Regions from separate parts of the Gossypium arboreum genome. Here region 1 is linked to region 2. A link is a contact called in public Hi-C data. All regions are on one chromosome and are shown on one strand. The core of a region is the stretch at or near the end of the contact, and the rest is flanking DNA. Distances in the headings are between cores, read along the strand shown.

Evidence for each region. Hi-C and Micro-C count contacts between places; a contact is called where the count stands out from the background.
Region 1: a Hi-C map of leaf shows a contact between it and region 2, with 4 times the contacts expected there. The contact joins the promoter of LOC108459454 here to the promoter of LOC108460472 in region 2. A contact is called at or near these places in 2 of 5 Hi-C or Micro-C datasets (both in leaf).

Annotation. Positions count from the first base shown.
Region 1 is chr4:2,489,255-2,496,572 of ASM2569848v2, forward strand. LOC108459454 (nudix hydrolase 16, mitochondrial) reads left to right here and starts at 3,686. Exons shown (of 5, transcript XM_017758825.2): 1 at 3,686-4,153; 2 at 5,765-5,879; 3 at 6,283-6,366. The coding sequence starts at 4,083.
Region 2 is chr4:2,296,192-2,303,090 of ASM2569848v2, forward strand. LOC108460472 (formate--tetrahydrofolate ligase) reads right to left here and starts at 1,776. Exons shown (of 5, transcript XM_017759974.2): 1 at 1,371-1,776; 2 at 726-875; 3 at 1-46. The coding sequence starts at 1,532. LOC108458556 (phosphatidylinositol 4-phosphate 5-kinase 6-like) reads right to left here. Exons shown (of 9, transcript XM_053026905.1): 2 at 5,788-6,899; 3 at 5,308-5,475; 4 at 4,883-5,048; 5 at 4,433-4,549; 6 at 4,132-4,325; 7 at 3,743-3,864; 8 at 3,568-3,646; 9 at 2,503-3,298. The coding sequence ends at 3,010.

The DNA.
Region 1 (7,318 bases), core at 2,436-4,935, 190 kb after region 2:
GAAGCCACAACAGATCTTCTTGAAGTTTCAGCGGATCTCTTTTCCCTGAAATGGCGTTGGAGCGGCTAAAAGCCACAACAGATCTCCTTGAAGTTTCAGCGGATCTCTTTTCCCTGAAATGGCATTGGAGCGGTTAAAAGCCACAGCAGATCTCCATGAAGTTTTAGCGAACCTCTTCTTCCTGAAATGGCGTTGGAGCGGCTAAAAGCCACGGCAGATCTCTTTGAAGTTTCAGTGGATTTCTCCTTCTTGAAATGGCGTTGGAGCGGCTAAAAGCCACAGCAGATCTCCTTGAAGTTTCAGTGGAAGAAGATCAAAACAAACCTTATCTCCCAGAAGTTGCAGTAGAGCGGGTTAAAATAGCAAGACTTATCTCCCCGAAGTTGCAGTGAAGCAGATTGAAGCCGTCAAGAGGTCATTTAAAGAAGATCAAGGATCAAGAACTCAAGACTCGGTGAGCCCAGGCAAAATTGGTCTTTTTATAGTCTTTGCTCTATTCCTGTTAACACAGCAATGAGCAAAGAGGGGCAGCTGTAAGACCCAAATTTTGCCCGGGACCTAATAAAACCAAACCCAATAAACCAAATAAATAAATACTAAGCCCAAACCTAATACCTAACCCTAGCCCAATTAGCCCAATACCCAAAACAAAAAAAGAGAACAAAAAGAAGCCCTAAATCACCTAATCCCACATTGATAGTGCAAATAGCACTTCTCCACCACCGTTTGCCTGCCATACAAAAAGAAGAAAAAGATACTAAATATATAGATAATAAATTTGTAAATGGCTATAAAAAGGCCATACTAAAATCATTGTAAGGAGGGGGGAAACAATTGTATTTTTGAAAGGTTTTCTTGATACAAAAGAGAAGAATGTAAAAGCAAAAGGTTTTCAAGCAAATATGAAATAAAAAAAAGCGAGTATTGAAGAAGAAAAGATTCAAACGCGTTAAGGTTTTTTTTTTCCTTTTTATTTTCATTTTTTATACATATAAACATTTTTTTTCAAAAATAGTATACATATATTTAGATATAAAATATAAAAAATAAAAAATAATACCTTTTTAATTTCGCCACCACCACGCACGGTGGCGGCATTTACGGCGAAGACAATGAATCCATTTACACGGCGCACTGGTACTTGATCGGACCATGGCCGGAATGAGGAAAGAGAGTTGAGAGCTTTGTTTTATTTTTTTTCATTTTATTATTTTTACTGTTATTTATATTATTATTATCATTATTTCTCATGTATATATTATTATTTATATTATTATTATATTATATATACCTCTCCATAGTTATTTATATTATTACTATCATTATTGTTACTTCTATTATTTTTATTTCGACTACTATTATTTTTTTACATATATATATATATGTATTATTATTATTATTATTATTATTATTATTATTATTATTATATAGTGTGTATTTCTATTACATACGTATATATATATATTTATTTATAGTATTATTATTTACTTTACTTTAATATTATTAGTATTATCATTATTTTGTAATTACTATTACTATTGTATTATCATTATTATTATTTTCTATCTATGTTTATTTTCCTATCATTCATCTGTCTATATTTCTTATGTATTTATATTTTCATCACTACTATATTTTAGGTATTATATCTATATTTATGTTTAGGTATTAACATCATTATTATTCTTATGTTTATCATGCTATTATTATTATCACTATTATGACTATTAGCACTATTTTATTACTATTATTTAATATATTATTTTTATTACTATCAATACTATTATTACTATGTTATTATTATCACTATTATATCGTGTATTATCTTTACCTATTACTCTTTAAATTATCTCATTTTTATTCCTTATTTATTGCATATTATTCATTTATGTATCTTCCACATCATTTCAAACTTAAAGATTTTATTCCTTGCATTATTACCATTAATATTATTATTACTATCACTTCTTAAATAGTTTTGCATAATGTTTATTCATTTACCACTAGTTCTTTTAATTTCGAATATTTTTAGCTCATTTATTATTTCCTTTTCTTATTCGTTTGATACACATATTTTACCTTTGTTTTTATCGTTATCATTCGCATTCGCGTTTATGTTTATTTTGTTATGGCCATCAATTTTTATCTGTTATGTATTCTTTATTATCTCGTTTCATTACGAATTTAGGTTTTATCCAACCCAATAAAATTTCTTTCATAAAAGTAATATTCCTTATTTGGTAATTCGAGACAATCGTGCCCTAACTTACTGGGTTTCGATTTTTCTCATTTAACCTAAATAACGGAATACTCTTTTAAATCGCGATACGAGTTTTGAAAAATGTTTATTCTCAGAGATACGAGGTGTTGTGCCCTAACTTACCGGGTATAACATTTTGTTACCTCGAAATAAGATTCTTCGAAAATAAAGGCAATATTCGGTGTTTGAGAATTCGAGAAAACGTGCCCTAACTCACTGGGTTTCAATTTCTCTCGTTTACTCTAAACAAACGAATACCCTTTTAATAAGTTAAAATACGCAAACTTTAAGAGGCGAGCTCGCTCTCGAAAATTCAAAATGTCGTGTCCTAACTTACTGGATGTGACATTTTATATTTTGAGACGAGAAGGTCTTTAACATTTGAGCATTTTTTAAAGAGGGATCGTATTTCAAAGTCTTTCAAGTTTTCAATTTTCGACACTAAGACACTAATTAATCAACTAGGTACCAATTTTTGGGCGTTACAAGGGTGCTAATCCTTCCTTGTGCGTAACCAACTCCCGAACCTATTTTCTTGATTTACGTGGACCAAAATTGTTGTTCAAATAAATCAAACCATTTATTAAAAACAACCACTTTTACAAGGTGATCCAATCACACCTAAAAAGATTGGTGGCGACTCCCATTTTCGTTTTTCTCCAAGTCGATACCCGTTTTTCCAAAAAAAAATGGTTACGACATTTAATACTTAATGTAAAATCGGTGTTCTTTAAAGAAATAAACGGCTAATCATATAATGTACTCTATTCTCATAGGTAAGGATTGAACTCACAACCTCATAATTAAGGAATGAAATGAGCAATTACCACACACCTCGTAGATAATCTTTATTTACTTTTTTCATAATAAATGACTATATTTTAGGACATAATGATTTATTTAACTTTTCTATGTACATTAATTTTTATTCATTTTAAAATGATTTGATAAATAAAATAAATTTAAAAATTAAAAGAGTAAAAATTAAATAAAAATTAAAAGTAATTTAAAATGAAAAATAGGAGCTCCACAAGTGTCACTTTCGCACTCTCTCTAATACCATAAGTGGTTTAATGTTTAAATATTTTTAAAAACTAAATCACTTAGTTAGAGTATGGTGTTTTCTCAACCTCACTTTTCTTTTCAGATTTTTATTAATCTAATTACACTTAGAATTTATTCAAGTCCATCTTATATAAATTTATTTATTTTCCAATTGAAATGTAATTATAAATTGTAAAAATTTAAATCCAAACTTGTTTTTATGTTGATCCGACTCGTCCAAAAATTCATTTTATCATTAAAAATATTTTTTAATTGGTATTTTATATCTTTTTATAATTAAATTTAAATTTTAAAAAATATTTTTCAGATCCTCCGAATTTCGGACGGGGCGGGTAGCCCGGAGGTGCACTTGTGACTATCTCACTCACGTGAGTTTGATCGCCAATCGTCTGATCCGTTCTTAGCGCTTCACCTCGGGCCTTCTTGTCTCTCCTTTGTCCCAAGGCTAAGAGTTTCTTTTTCATGATTATCACAATTACACCTCAAAAAAAAGAAAAAAAAATCAAAATTAAAATTAAAAAATACGAGAAAATCGTAGCCACTGGCTGATGTTTCGTGGCACTGATCGTCACTGTTAAATCCAGTGCTAACAGCAATGGATGAACCTGGTACAAGCATGAGCATTTTTGTAAATCCAAAAAACATCAATCCAATGAGGCGTCTGAATAAGAAAGATTGCCTTTGTTGAAGTTTGGAGAATTTGATATTTTTGAGGATTTTCCTCTTCTTCTTTTTTTTTGAGATTTTTCATAATATTATGTCGGATTTAGTGGCCCGTACAGGTCGGCTTCAGCAAAGGTACGAGAACGGCTATCGGCTTGTCGCTGGGTATGTTTTTATTCTAATTATTTCTATACATTTTTAATGTAAGTTAGATTTGGAAAACATAAGTTCATGTCGGTTTTTCGGAATTTTCATTAATTAAATTACGGTTGTTTTTATCTGCTTGAATGATGTAGTATTTATAGTTTGAGTGGTTTATTACATTATTAGGATCAAGATAGAAAAATAATTTGTTTCTTACTTTGTATCTGGTGCTTATGAATGATGCATTTTAAGGTAAAAATGTTTTTTTGCTTCTTTTTTATGGAAAATATTATGTTTTATTTCAAGTTCTGAATGGTTTAGATAGCCATCCTAGGATGGAGTTGGCAAATGGGTATGTTTCTTTTTGGCTGTATATAGTATCTATACATTGATTATGTTGGTATATGAAATTATGAATAGTGTATTTTACAGTTGAAATGCCTTGTCAAGTAAATTACTTACATGAAAATAGCAAATGATTTATATATAAATACATATATATGAGTGTTTGTGTGTGTGTGATGCCCATCCGTTTCTGTTTACATTTATGTAATTTTCAAGCCTTGAATTGCTTTTTCACATTTTCTGGATTAAGGTGGAAAACAGGTACTTATTGCCTTCTGTTTATATGAATGGTCCATTGAGGTTTAAATGGTTTATTACATTCTCAGCACGAACATGGAAAATGGATATATTTTACTTTTTTGGTGTTTATGTTTTTTTATGTTCCATTTTCTATCTGTATATGAGTGGCAGTCTTTTTTAACTTTAAAATGGTGTTTTAAAGAGTCCCATTGATTTCTCAAAAACTACATGAGGAAGAAGGGAACTGTTATTTTGTCTGTAGGCAAGCATTTATATTATCGTTTAAAGAGTTTTTATTGGTTTCTCCAACAATATGAAGGAAAAAAAAAATGGGGGAAGAAAAGTGAAAGAGAGGAACTATGAACAGTTATGAATGGTCTTAGAGAAAAATTTTCGTAGCTCGTCTTTGCTATTGGTTGATCAAACAGCTTAATCTATGCGACTATGACAGTGAAAGTGGTCCAGAGTTTTATGGTGGAACTATATCTGCCTATGCCCTTGGATAAGGTATTTGTAATTTGGGCTGGTTCAGTTCAGCTCAGCCCATCCCAAAATATTATTTAATAATAATTCTTTTATTTATATTTTATATTTTTTAATATTATAATGAATGATAATTTGAGCTTTTCGACTAGACGAGACCAAAATGGACTTGAACAAGAGAGAAAAAAAGGTTCCAAGCTGTGGTCCAACCCGACCGGGCCCATGGGTAGGTTTTGGTGGAATTACCTGAAAAATAAATTGACCTAGGGATAGGACAGCCTTGAGTCTTAATAAGACAACCTATTGAAGATGCTACTTAACGGTACTCCTCACTGTTTGTCTTATTTTTCTCAGATTTTGGTGATGATGTTGTGACTTGGCTGTTTTAAGTCTTCAATCTGTGTTTTTTTGTCCCCTTCTTTGCTTGCTCTTTTGGATAGAGATTAAATTGTTTCATTCTTAATGTGATGGGAACAATTCGTGTCCTTTTTGACGTTTGCAAAAATCTTGTTCTTGACTAGGCTCAGCTCCATGTACTAAGAATTTGTTCTTCTCTTCTGGCAGGTGTATTCCATTTAGGTATAGATGTTTAGATGAGTCACACCATGAAAATTCTGAAAATGTGGTTGAAGTATTGATGATCAACTCAACTAGCGGACCAGGTCTTTTGTTTCCTAAGGTACAAAGTTGTGTTTTGTTCAGCATATACTGTAGTAATTTTTGTGGCTTTACTTCCTGACCGTCTATGTTAATCTGACTCGGGTTTGAGTTCTGAAGACAGTTATGTTCAACCTTTTTCTCTTAAAAAAAATTCCATGTATTTGGTAAATCATATCCTCATACCATGTTGAGATATGCACCATGCTCAACAGTTAGGCAAAAGGACTTAAAAGAAAAGTGAAGAGTATGAGCAACATAGGTCTCCTTGCCATTGAAAAACATGATAGATGTATAAAGGAGATAGTTAACCTAAATGGAGTTAAATTAAGTGTTTGGTTTCTGTGATTTCTTGTTCTCTACATCTTCAAAGAAAGAGGACTTATAAAATATTATCTTATGGAATTTTTGCTCTCTGATTTTAGGGAGGTTGGGAGAATGATGAAACTGTCGAAGAGGCTGCAGTGAGGGAAGCAATTGAAGAAGCTGGAGTCCGAGGAGATTTATTGGTAGATATTTTATTTTCTTGGTTCTATTTATGCATTTCCTTCACATCTTTTTAAGATTGTGAAAACTATAACATTTTTCTAATTTTAATTCATTTCTTTATGCTTTGAAGTTTTTAGCATAAATCTCTGCATATCATTGAATTAGTTATCTCATCAACCTTATTGAGTAAGATTACTGGGAATCCCAATTCCCTGATTGGTAGAATGGCATACTAGCTAAATGTGCAATTTAGAAAGGTTAAATATGTCGATGACAACCTGTGTTGTGTTCCTTCAGTGATTTATTATTTAAAGTATTTTATATTTGTATAAATTATGATTCTTTGATAATTCATTATTCATATCATATAGATTTGAGATGTCCGTGTATCCATGTCATGTAGTGTTTTAGTTATTATTTTCGTGTTGTGTCGAATATTATCAATGTGTAAATGACAATGGTGGGAATATTTACCTCAAATTAGTCCTTTAGTGATTTATTATTTTTACTACACTAAGTGCTAACTAGGGAAAGGGAGGAGTTTAGAGTGGGGATGGGAAGAGAAAACTATAGACCTAGCAATATCATATACAACATGGTACTAACATGACACAAAAAGATTACTAAGATACTCGAAAAAGTAACACAAATATGACAGTAACATTCAAATGTTTCCAAAACATTTTTTTTAACAAGAACCAAGTCCCAAATGTGCATGGCTATGTTATTCCAGCTTTTCATTCTTTTGAAGTTTTTGTGTGATGTATGGGTAGTTGAAAAACTTGAAAAAAAAATTAAAACACTTATGTTAGGCATATATTCGTATCTCACACTCAGCTGAATTTGAGTAACATAATAGAATACATCAAAGACTTCAGGAAATAGGAATGCGGATGAAATTAGCTTGAATTAAAGTTTCTTCCATACCTAATTTATTATGTGCGCTAGGCGCCGTGTCTGTCAATATTAGGT
Region 2 (6,899 bases), core at 526-3,025:
TTCCAAAAGTTGGTCCTTGTGATGGTTGGCGAAGACACGTAACGACCTAACATTAGAGAGCGACATATAGTATCAAGACAGTTAAAGTAGTTAAAACATTAGATTGTCAAATCTGAAACTTCCATATCCATGTCAAACTAGTGAAGAGTTGTAATCCCTTGACAATAACTTGCAAAAGGAGAATAGGAAACCATAAAAAACCAAACTTTCATCTAGTAAGTTGACTATGTAGACTTGTAAATGAATATTTCACTACATAGCTCAACTATCATCGTAGATCAGGAATAGTTAAAAAGTCGAAATAATGCAATAATTCTTGGATTTGAAATCTTTTAACATTAAATTTATATATGAGGAGATTGAAAAAGACATTTCCAATCATACGGACAGCTCGTAGCTTCAATCATTGAAATTGCTTAACAGACTAATTTATAAATAAGCAATTCAAAGCATCAGGAATCATGAAACTCCATTGGTCTGCCAGTATCAAGCGACCCTAAAGTATATTTCTTTTATCAAAACATTCCTGCCAGTATTCAGAGCTACGTTTAACAAAATAAGAAATTCTAAAATTCAAAAAAAAAAGAAGTCAAGAACAAAATAGAAAACCCTCCATAAGTAAAATGAAATACCCTGTATCACGGCAAGCGCCAAAGCAACACGATATTATTTAGTATTTGCCTATGTAGAATAATTTCAGTATATCTAAAAATGAAAATGAATACCTTTCTATCAAGATAAGCACCCAAAGCTTGACACAAACCAACTGTAGTAGTGGACTTGCCTTCTCCAAGAGGAGTTGGAGTGATCCCTCCAACCACGACATAGTATCCATTGTCGGAGGATTCAAGCTCGTCGAGTACAGATAACAACACCTATAGACCAAATCAACCAAGTAATTCAAATTCAAATCTGAACTGAGCGGCCAATATAAACAAGGAAAAAGCATATCAGAAAAATGGCTTTCTCTAGTACTTTTTCACCGCTTGAATATCCATTCAACACACTTCCATCTCTACTAAGTCAAAAACCAAGAAGCTAAGAATTTAACGCCAGAAAAAAAAAATCTTTGAAACAAAACAGCATATCTCAAATCTGGGATTTCAAGGAATTCAACAATGGAAGAGAAAAGTTTCCCTTTTGGCAGAAGAGGCAATGCCCAGAAGAAAACATAGAAAAAGACAGATTTTGCTGATCTTACTATTCAATTTTTGCTGATCTTACTATTCAATTTTCTACTTTTTTAACAGCTTTTTTTCAGTATCGAAATCCAAACATCAAACGATTAAATCGATCATTAAAGAAAACAAATAAATCAAAATCCAATAACCAAAAATAAAAAAAGAAAGGAAGTGAAAAGGAAAAAAAACCTTGGCTTTGTATTTGCCATAAAGATCATAATGGTTGGGACTGAGGTTAAGGTCCTTAGCAATCTCAGAAATATGAAATGGTTCAACTGAGTTTGCAATATCTATGTCTGCCGGCACTGGTGATACCACTTCCAACTTCCTTACACTCCTTGACGAACTCATTCTTTTTGGTCTAAATTTTAGCTGATTTTTGGTGGATCTGTTTCTTTAAAATTCAACAATTTACCTTCTAAAACATTAAAATAAAATAAAATAAAATGGCCACAAAAAAATAATCACAAAGCAACAAAAGTCTAAAAACATATGGGAGTGCGTGCGTGCGTGCGTTTTTTCTTATCTAATCTGAGGTGGCAAATAAGAAGGGAGTGGGGAGAGATGCTAATGTTACCATGCAATGTAATTGCTGTGATTAGTACAACCGATGGGTCCGACCTTACACAGCATCAATTTAACCTAGCTTGCGGATCAAAGTTATTAAGTTAGGGTGTAAGTGAATCGAATCAAATCTATATAGTGAAAAGTTTGAAGTTTTACTTGAATTTTAAGGTTTGATACTTAGTTCGATGTTAATTAAATATTAATTTTTAAATTTTAGTTCTAATCTAATTAAGAAAAAACTCTTAACTACTTGATATCTTATTCACCAAAAAATAAATATAATATTATTTAATGATTGATTTAAGAGAAAATTGTATAAAACTATAATTTTACAATAAAAATTTAATTTATCATTCTCTTATTTAAAAAGAATAAAGATGATGTGAAATTATAATTTCATACAATCTCGTAAAAAAATTTCATAACCCAAACCTAACTTGTATATCTCTCAACCTTACATTCATTTTTATTTTGACATATTTATATTTTTTAATATGTTACGGAATAAATTTGATTTTTAAGAGCAAATATTTATCACTTTTTTAATTAATTTATATAACACAAATATTACATATATATCTATATATATATATATGAATACAGAAGTATCAAGATTTATATGACAGTGACACTAATCATTAACTTGATAACTCTCTAAAAGGATTATTTTCAACTACAATCCTTGTCAAATGACCTTTTTTTTTTAAGTACAAAAGAATAATGCTTATATCAACATGAACAGATATAAAAAATATTGAATAGAAACAAAATATTTTCATTTTCCATATAAGCAAACTAAAAGCCTTTTTTCTTCTCCTTTTCTTTTTTCAATCTCTTTCTGTACATTATTCTTTGAAGCTGAACCCAGAGACTCTTCAGCCATTGAAGTAGACAATTTTCAGTTCAAATAAGAATGCAATCTCAATGTATGCTTTCGCCAATTTTGGCCAATTCATTTACATTTCAATCAAGCTTTAGTAACTGTGGTTTTAACAATGTTAACCTAAACCTTTCACTATAACATATCATATATATATGTATATATATTATCTGCAACTGTAAAAAATAATGGAGATGAAGAGAGGGTGATAACCTAATCCTGAGTTACAAAGGTGTGTCCAGTGTGGTCTTAAATCATCCTCCACGGTTGATCAGAACGATAACTTTTTAAGCTTCTAGGCGCTCGCATCTCCGGATTATGATCAAATGTACACGGAGGGGCATTGGTCCTAAGTTGAAGATCTTTGTCAAATATATGTTTTCATGTGTCCTCTACGAAAATTTTGAAAATGAAATCCCGAAAGCGTTTTGAGTATTGCTTTGGATCAACAGCTGAAATTGAAGTTGGATCATATTGCATTGATTTATATGCATGCTCAAGCTTCTTGGTAATATCGTAGTCTTGTAGGATATCGATTATACCAAAAAAGAGGATAACATCATAGAATACACCAGTTGGTTCTCCGACAAGCTGGGTTTCACATTCAGGTTTCCTCACAGTCTTTTCGATCCGAGCAGGCATGCTAATACCTAATCGAATGGAAGACCCCCTGCATTGTTAAGTAAATTAAATTGTTATCACTTCATATAAACATCATATTAACTTTTCTTAGTTCGAATACTTCTCATGGCCATGTGAAACAATTCAGAAATGTGTTGGACACAAGTACTTCAAGAAAAATGAATAGTTGGAAATAACATAAATTTCAGTGTTCATAAAGTGGGGAAACAGCGATGATGCCTACTTAGACATATGCCAAGGTATGAAGTACTCTTGAAAACATAAATGAGCATCCAAAAACAAGAAAATTCATCGTACCCTGAGGGCTCACTATCAAGCTGATCCTGTCCTGTTTGAGATAGCCGAGGAACTTCTTCATTTTCATGGTCTGCATTTCCTGCAAGTAAATCCAAGAACATATCTTTACTCATTTAAGCAGCCGTTGATATCAAAGTCACAAAACATTTTAATACCAGAGATCACTAGAAATAACCAGTAGGTGTAACAGCTCCAGAAGCAAGAGGTGTGGGAACTTCTCGAAAGTGAAAACCAACCAACAGACTGTAGTCCATAATTCTCTCTTGTTCAAGGAAGTCGCAATCTCGATCAACTTGCCTGCACGAAGAGAAACTTGGATCAGAAAAGAAAAATCAAAAGTTCCATACTTATAATCCCAAAAGTTGTGAAGGCCTTATCGATCTCAAATCTATGCAATATCCTACAATGGTTTGGTCTTTGCCAAATGCAGCTTAATATGATATAATTTTCTATAAAACTCAGAAACAAACCCATATGTGACATTCACACCTGAGTCCAAGTAATATAGGTTGCAAGAAATGAAGATACCTTAAAAAGAAAGAGGATATTAGAAAATATGATCACCTGCAAAACTCTTCGAACCACGTTTTCTCTAACCGAAACAGATAATTGAGATCAAGGTCTTTGAGGGTTGTAGACGGATCAATTTCCGATTCAGGTTTAGAAGTTGTGCGACCATGGGAAGAACCCTTCAAGTCAAAGCGCCTATGAATGGTATAGTGAGTACATAACAGATTCCCCATTATAACAAATCGTACCTGACTCATGATTCAAAATGAAGAATGTATGAGATTGGTTCCTGAAACTTCATGACTGAGATTAATTATTTATGTTTGACGTTAAAGTTTTGTAACGTTGACATTACCTTCTTCTGCGCTGTCCCAGTTAATTTCACACAATGAAGACCATAAAATTTGGTGACTAGGGTGTTCTCAAAGGACCGAACATGATTATAGTAGGCCGGAAGCATCCTTAGGAGCACCTGTGACGGTGTCCTCACTCGGATTAGTAAACATTTAAAGCCCGGTAAAGCAATGCACAAATTTTGGGATTATTCAGCCATCAAAAGTGATTTGTGCACCAAGTAAATATGAACATTGTCTGAAAACTTGAAAATTTATGAAGTACTGAATTTTGAGGGACCGAGTATTGTCATCTAGGAAGACTTTTGAAGACGTACGATGAATAACCGTATGTTACATAGAAGTTTTGATTGTAATACAAAACCAGTGAGGAATTGCAGCTTAATGCAAAGCTATCTTATAATTTCTGAATTCAACTGCAAAAGTGTAATAGAAACGACATTAACTCTTACTTTTACTTCTGCCTTCTTTATCGTCTTTATCATGTATTTGTCATCGTTGGTCAAGTAAAAGAAACTTCCACTTTTTCCAGGGGATGATAGTTCCCGAAGGGCATCATCCCCGCATATTGAAATCATGTAATCAGCTGCATCCACATCGAACAACTTCCTAAGGGTTCTGAAAATGTAAAAGAAATTAGCAGTCAGGAACTACACATAACCGCATAATATTGGTTCCAACATCGTATCATATAGTTCTAGTTTTATTATTATGTACTGAATTCAACAAAGTTAATTGTTTAGTATGTTTCCATTTGCATAAAAATTATTTTCATTATTGCCTAAAGTTGTTATACCATTGTAGCATGAGTAAGACCGAATAGTTCAGCAAAGAAGAAATTATCTGTTGTGAGCAAGAAGATGATTCAGACTCTAACCTGAACACAAGTGGACAATAATCCTTCCACCTGAAATCACTAGATTGATGAGGCGGAGTGTGCTTGGATCCTTCTGGCGGAAATTTGGTCCATACTTTTTCCTTGGGATCAAAAGCCGAGGACTTGAGATCAAGGGATATAACTGGACCAGGCCTTCCAACTGAGTGTCTACAATGTAACCAAAGAATCAATACATGCATGATTACAACACAAACCACTATATCTCCATACTGAAATTTGTTAGACATTGAGAAATCTTCAATTCAAACAGAACTGCAGGTGATGACCCCGACCCTCTAAAGCAAATAAAATGACAAAAGCATAAAGGAGAATAAATACTATATCAGATTCATACAAAAACTCTCATTCCTTGCATTCATTCTTGAACTCGATAAGCATAATCTAGAAGGCAATGCAAATACCAAAAACACATGATGTTGACATTCAAACAACTTTCAATATCAGAGGAGAATGCATTACCTAATACCAAGTTGCAAATTGAGCATAAGCTCATAATTCTTGTGGCCTTTGGATATTGTCTGCCCTTGCCTCTTCGTGGGTGTCTTAAAATGAGGAAGACTCCCTCTTGAAGTAGAATCTTCAAGACAAAGACTCTCAATACCATCATCATCATCCTTGGAGTCCCCTTCACTAATAGCTGAAACATCATGCATATCAGAACTAAAACTATGACAATTTAACTTCCCATCAGACATTCTCCTTGGCCTCCCTTGATCATTCCCTTTGCCCATTCCAGGCCAATGTGGCATCTTTTTTGATGGCAAAATTGACATCTTCTCACCAGGACATATCTTACACTCTTTCAAGTACTCCGAAAACACCACTTGAGGATCCCAATCTGGTTTCTCAGTTGAAGAATCCGAAGGATTATATGTTCCATTCATTTCCTTAACATCCTTACTCCAAACACCAACATAGGAACTCCCATCTGGCCATCTAAAAGTCCCATTTCCTTTAGGGAAACCATCCTCCCAACAACCCTCATAACTATTCCCATCACTCCACTCCATTCTTCCATTCCCATTCATTAACCCGTTCTTCCATTGGCCATCATAATGAATCCCATTGGTCCACTGGTACCTCCCTTCTCCCTCCTGGAATCCAGTGCGCCATTCGCCTTCATAGTAATCCCCATTGAAGTAATTCTTAATCCCTTGTCCATGTTTAAGGTTCATAACCCAAGAACCTTTATAAGAATCTCCTGAAAAACCTGTAAAAGTCCCTTGACCGTCCATAAACCCGCTCTTGAATTCACCTTCATAGGTAGCACCTGAAGGCCAACAAAATTTTCCCTTCCCCATGATCTTTCCTTTAAACCACCCACCGACATACATACAACCATCAGTCCATAAATATTTCCCATTGCCATGAGGCAAACCATCACACCATTCCCCTATATAAAAGTCGCCTCTTGGAAGGACTTTTTCAACATGGCGAACTTCACCAGAACCAGCCTCTTCCTCATCAACATGAGCAACAGACATTGCTGTAAATATGCTTATTGCTTTTTTCTTTGCAGCTACTTGTGATTTCTTTACTTTGGTTTCCAGAGCCTTTCTAAAGCCAAGCTT